Linked DNA regions of Gossypium hirsutum: region 1 is linked to region 2. A link is a contact called in public Hi-C data. All regions are on one chromosome and are shown on one strand. The core of a region is the stretch at or near the end of the contact, and the rest is flanking DNA. Distances in the headings are between cores, read along the strand shown. Region 1 holds the start of LOC107963835 (E3 ubiquitin-protein ligase RZFP34). Region 2 holds the start of LOC107963840 (6-phosphofructo-2-kinase/fructose-2,6-bisphosphatase).

What was found. A called contact is a pair of places that touch in the nucleus more often than the background predicts.
Region 1: a Hi-C map of leaf shows a contact between it and region 2, with 2.3 times the contacts expected there. The contact joins the promoter of LOC107963835 here to the promoter of LOC107963840 in region 2. A contact is called at or near these places in 3 of 34 Hi-C or Micro-C datasets (all in leaf).

What each region holds. Positions count from the first base shown.
Region 1 is chrA03:5,519,430-5,522,663 of Gossypium_hirsutum_v2.1, reverse strand. It overlaps LOC107963835 (E3 ubiquitin-protein ligase RZFP34), which reads right to left and starts at 1,681. Exons shown (of 12, transcript XM_016900331.2): 1 at 1,495-1,681; 2 at 1,139-1,248; 3 at 919-1,006; 4 at 759-818; 5 at 185-217; 6 at 6-83. The coding sequence starts at 1,245.
Region 2 is chrA03:5,379,848-5,383,080 of Gossypium_hirsutum_v2.1, reverse strand. It overlaps LOC107963840 (6-phosphofructo-2-kinase/fructose-2,6-bisphosphatase), which reads left to right and starts at 1,436. Exons shown (of 23, transcript XM_016900336.2): 1 at 1,436-1,858; 2 at 1,950-2,013; 3 at 2,454-2,758; 4 at 2,970-3,131. The coding sequence starts at 1,667.

The DNA.
Region 1 (3,234 bases), core at 432-2,931, 140 kb before region 2:
CTTACATCATCATCAAAGAATTTACATTTACCACAGAAGTACTTCCCCATACAGACTCCACAATTGATGCAATACTGTTGTACCTGAACGGATAAAAGAAAAGATTACAACAACAATGATTTGTGTTTCAGGTTTTAACAGAAAATGATATTACTTTAATCTCAATGTTTAGGGGATCACTCACATCTTGTTCTGTGTCACATAGGGAGCAGATGACCTGAAATTGACAAATAAGAAAGTTCGACAAATCTTAAATGAGAATCTAAAGAAATAATTATAAGCTTTCTAACAAATTAAGGATTTGCTTTATTGGAGATTAAATGTAAGTCACAAAGCAAAGATATTTGTCACATAAATTTAAGAACCAAACATATTGTTAAGGATACAACAAACTTATAAAGGAGATAATGATAATTGTTAACTCCTTCAGATTCTTTGTAGTTACGTACTTGCTTTTTGTCACTCAAAAAGGGCATGAAAAAAGAACCACCAAAATGAAAAAAGCGTAGGCAAGAATTCAATTTGATAACTACATATTTGCTGTCCTATTTCTCTTTTCCTTTTTTGTGTTAATTTTTGCCCTTAGATATGGAAACAAAAGGAACTCTTAGCAGGGTAATATTAGAGTTATCTCATTAATTAATTTCTACAGCAATCCCTTCCACATTGCCATCATGTATAACTATTTGACATATCAGTAAACAAGCCATTCCAAAGGAGCACAATTTATATACAGATATACATATATATAAACAAACCTTTTCAACTTCATGGCGTGGAATGTCATGCTGCTTAAGAGGACTAGATTCCGGGGAATTCTTTTTTTTTTTTCCAGAAAACAAAAAGAAGGATCAGCTAAAAGCTAATTATTAACCCCATAAATATCAACACTTTTTTCTTTAAGAAAATACGGGTTACCTTAGATTCATTATGGCAATGTCTGCAATAAAAAACCTCATTGCAACAAGGTGCTCTGATCTTACATCTTCTTCTATAATGTGAACACCTAATTATATACACCGATGAGAAAAAGAGAAAACAACCCACAAATTATATATCACCAAATCAATCAATCAATCAAACCAAAAAAAAAAAAAACCGGAAGATTAATTGAAAAGCAAAGAAAACGTGATGTTACCCATAATTCCCTAATCCAGTCTCCATCAAAGAACCATTTTCATGATTCCCAAATTCAACAGATTTCAACTCAGTTGTACATGACTTTGTCTCACATACACCTTCCATACTCTGGAAAAAAAAAACCCAAACCCAAACAAAATATCCAACGCTTTCTTTAGAACAAACTATTTGGGAAAAATCAAAGGTTTTTATATGGGTGGATTTGAAATGAGCTGACTCAGATACAAACAAGAGCTTTACCAGGTGAGGCAATTAATCAAACAGATGATGGAGATATTAGTGTGTATCGAGTCATTAAATCACTATAATTAGAAACTGTCTTATATATCTGTGATTTTTTTCTCGATAACGTACCCGGTATTAACGCGATCTTATATTAGGATAACCCAAAGAAAGCTTCTATTCTGAATCAACAAGCTGATAGTGCTAACTCATTCGACGAGTTAAGAGTGAGTTGGGTTCCGGATTCCGAGTTCGGAGTTACGGGGAAGTTTCCCATGGTTTTTATAAAATGAAAGGAAAAGCGGCAGGCGGGAAAACAACGGCAAAAAGGAAGGTTAGTAAATTACATTTAAGTTCAATATTTTGTTTTTAGTTCCCACTCAAAATTAGTGGTTCCCTCTAAGGGTAGTTTTGGGATGAAACTTTTATGGTTGAAATGAATGTTTTCTATCACAAGCGCCACATAAATGGTATCACGCGCTACTATCCTCAATTACAGAAAATAGTATTTTTATCATGGAAATTATTTTGATTAAATTGTGGTTTTGGTCCCTTTTCTTTGCTTAAATTTGAAATTTAATTCATATTAACTTAATTTAACATAATTTCATCCCTCAACTTTAATAAACACTATTAATTGTTTCAATTAAAATGTTGGTAATTTTTTTTCCCAAAAAACCCCTTTTACAACTTCTTGTGTTGTGAATATTTTTGTGTTGGAACGAGTGCTTTAAATTATGCCAAAATATTTTAATCGAAATGTTTAATGTGTTAACATTGTAAAAATAAAATATTAAATTATGCTAAAATAAATTTTTTTGATACTTTTTATGTCCATTTTTCAATGTGTTCAGTGTTCATGGCTACCCCTCTAATAATGTTATTTTTAAGATTTATACACGTCTTTCCCCTTAAAAGTGCAATTTGTCATACCATTAGACTTAACATTGATTGGTTATGCGAAAAATAAAATATAACAACTAAATTTCAATTTTAAGTATGGCAAAGACACCAACTAAAATTGGACCAATTACTTTTGTAAAGTTGAAATATTTATAAGAAATAATTCAAAATCCTAGTATATAACACACTCCACCTACTATTAATTTACGGGTTAACATTTGGTACATTGATAATATATATTTTTTATTCCACGAGTAGTTTTAAAAAAGTCTTACGTCTTTTTTAAAAAATATTTTTTAATATTTTACTAAATTTTCATGAGACATTTGTCAACCTCTTGATCTTACTTATAAAATCTAAAACTCCTACCAAATATTTGCTCTTAGTTTATTTTAGATAAAAATAAAGGAATTTGAACAATCAAAATTTATTTCATTTAACAAAGATTAATTATTTATTTAAATTATATTATTTATTTTCAAACACTAAACGCAATAATTTTTTATTTAAAATAAAATTTTATGAATATCTATAAACTTATAAATTCAAGATTTAGTCTCTATATTTATAAAATTAAAAATTAAATCCTTATTTTTCTATTAAAAAAAGATTATGTTCACTATTTTACCTCTAAATTATATCAATTTTTTCACTTTAGTACCTATTTTTTTACACATTTTGGTACTTAAAATTCATTTTGTCCTCCATTTTAGCCCATGGAGTTTAACAACATTTAACTAATATATATTAGAAAATTCTAAATCTAAAAAATCTAAAAAAATATAAAAATATTTAAACATTTTAAAAATAAAATACAAATTATAGAAAAAATTAAAAATAAAAATTTTAAAATTTTCAAAATTTAAAAAAAAAAGTTAAAAACTTAGTTCTACTTTTAAAAAATTTCAAAAAATAATTTAAAAAATACATACTCTAAAGAAAATTAAAAAATAAAAATCATTGGTACTG
Region 2 (3,233 bases), core at 187-2,686:
CTAAGTTAGTTGCAACTTAACAAATAAATACCTCTAAAATAGTAACAAATTTAACCATAAAATAATAGTTATACAATATTCAAATCATAACAATAAAATAATAAAATGACAACAAAAAATAACAGAAAAGAAAGTTTAGGCTAATTTGAGTTGGGTCGAGCTTAAAAAATCTTACTCGAGGCTCGATTCGTTTAAAAAATAAACATTAATTTTTTATCAAAATTTATTTTTCGAGCCTATATTTTTATTCAAATCCTTTCACATGAGTGAAACTTTCGAAACTGATCAAGGAACCAAACCCAATTTTAGGCAAATGGCTTGGTTGTATTTTTTGAGGGTCGAACATATTTAGAACGTGTTTACACAATAATTGTAGGCTTACGCACGATAATCCTTACGTACAAAAGTATACAATAAATTGAAATAATGTCATAACAATAACGCTCTCATTTGTTTGCGAAAAGTAAATTAAAATTAAAATTAAATGTTTATATAAAATCAAAATGTATATGTTATATTATGAATTAAAAGGGTAAATAGGTTTTTTTTAATTTATAAAATTGGCTTTAATGTTAAAATTAATATATATATTTATTTAGATTAGTATCTGAAATTGGACGATGTTAACCAATCATGGTGTTAATTGTCACAATTGCATTAACAAATAATGTGCCACATGTGTAACTTTTATAAACCCGTTGTCCATGTTATCTAATTTTAATAGAGTTACAATTAGATCTTATTTATGAGTCGGATAATTTAGTCTTCTCGAAGGTCTATTCAAAAAGTGAGAGGGTTCTAATAAAAATTATAGGTCTGAAAAATGAGTTTGGAAAAAAAAAGGCCTATTTAGACGGGCTAGGCCTCGAGTAAAGCTTTTTTGGCCTGACCCGACCTAAATATGTAAAAAACTATAATTTTTTTAAATTTTTTTTACTATTTTTTTCCACTATTTTACTACCATTTCACTATTATGTTGTTACTATTTTATGATTATTGTATAACTCTTATTTTATTATTAATTTTATTACTATTTCAGAGGTATTTACTTAATTAAATTTATTTTCAATTTGTTGAGAAATATTGATTTTAATGTTTTTAGTATTTTTAATATATTATATAATTTTTTAAAATTTTATATATAAAAATTTAATACTGACCGGGATGAGCCCGGATTTTATTCGGATCAAGCCCAAATCTAACAAATGAGCCTAAAATTTTGATTGGACCTAACTCGGTGTATGAACGCCTCTAGTAATAATAAATATCAATATCAGACAAAACACTAAAATATGTGATGAAAATTAAATTCAGTTATTAATCTAAATAAAAATATATATAGACAACAATTTAAAATATAATAAAAAAATAAAATTAGGAAATTTATAAAAAAAATGAAAAAGAAAATGCCAAAAGTGATGAATGCAGACAAACAATTCTGGACTCTCCATTTTATTTTCTTATAATAATAAATATAAATCTCTGGATTCAATCTTCTTTCTTATCCATCCAAACAATAAAAATAAGAAAAAAAAGAAAAACTAGGAATATACTTCCTTCAGTATTTACTCAACCATGAAAGCAGCTGAACCTAAATTTTGAAGTGCCGCTTACATCTATTAAAAATTTTTAATTATTGGAATAAGAAAAGAGAGAGGCGAATTGAATGGGGACGGGAACATCGAGGAACGCCGATGGAGGGTTGCATGGAGGTGAAGAACGAGAGGAGAGCCTTGACCAAGCCGGTGGCCAACTCTACGTTTCGTTGAAGATGGAGAATTACAAGAAGAAAGGAGACCTTATCCCTCATATTTATGGCTCTGTTCCTCTGGTTGGTTCTTGGGATTCAACCAAAGCTGTAATCTCTCTCTCTCTCTCTAGTTTCATTTTTTTTGAATTAATTTTTAGTTATGTAATTGTAATTTTGTTTTTTTTTTAAATGGTGATAGCTTTCAATGGAGCGAGAATCGGCTTCGATGTGGGAGCTGAGCTTCGTTGTTCCTCCTAATCATGGTAAAGTGTGTTGCTAGGGTTGCTACTCTTTTTTTTTTTTCTGTTCTTTCATTTTTGGATATGGTTTTGTTTGGTTACTGGGAAAACTAAATAGAATATGGGTGTTGGGAAAATTAAGATTATCCTTTAACTTACCAACTTTTTAGAAGATGTTATCATTAAATTTTTTATTGAAGCTGAAAAAAACTCCATTGCACTATTGAATTAATACTGTATAGTCTACTAGTCCTCTACGTTTTTAAGAATCAGGTTTCCAAATTTAGAGATTACCTTTGGGGTTTCTGATGTAAAATTTTAAGGCTCTGTTTGGGTTTCTGCTTTTGCTACTTCTATTTTTATTTTTTTTATTTTTGTTGGATTCAAAAATAGTAGCTAAAGTGAATCTTAGGAATTCATTGGAGTTTTCTACTTATTTGTGTGTTTTACCTGTTTAAATTTAGAAACTTTGGATTTCAAGTTCTTGTTGAAGCCTAAGCATGGTTACATGCCTTGTATTGTCGAGGAGGGTCCAAACCGGTTGCTTACTGGGGGTACTTTACAAGGGGATGCTAGACATGCTAGACTGGCACTATTTAAGCTAGATAATGAGGAGGTTCTTGAGTATCGGGTGTTCATTAAAGCAGACAGGGTATCACCCTTTGATCTTGCGGCAAGTTGGAGAGCTTATCAAGATAATCTCCGGCCTTCGACTGTTCGTGGCATTCCTGATGTTAGCATCAATGCAGCTCCAGAGACAGGTCATGAGGTATGTCCTATTTGGTCCATGTTCTCTCAATCTTTTATTTTTAAGAGAAAAGTGCTTTTCAACCTGCGGTATGTATTGAAAAGATGGGTTCATGTGTAAATTATCATTTCTGAATTATCAGCTCTACAGCTGATTGGAGCTTTGCCTTGATTCTTGAGCCTTATGTTTGTTAAGGTACTTGAATGTAAAATTCCTTTGTTTTACTGTACAGAACGGCTCTTCTGCTAGTTTGGAGCTTGACCTTGAACATTATGTTGTACCTGCTCCATCCACTTCTGCAAACTCAGGGCTCGTTTATGCAGCCAACTTGGCAGAAAATCCACGGTCTCTAACCTCTTCTGGGGTTTCTGGCGATCGACCTGCAACTATAAAGGTTTATCTTGGTAACCCATCTTGCAAATGTGTAAGCTAGATTGTCTTATGGGCCTTGAAAAAGATATTTACATATTATCAGTTTAAGGATGTTAACGCACAA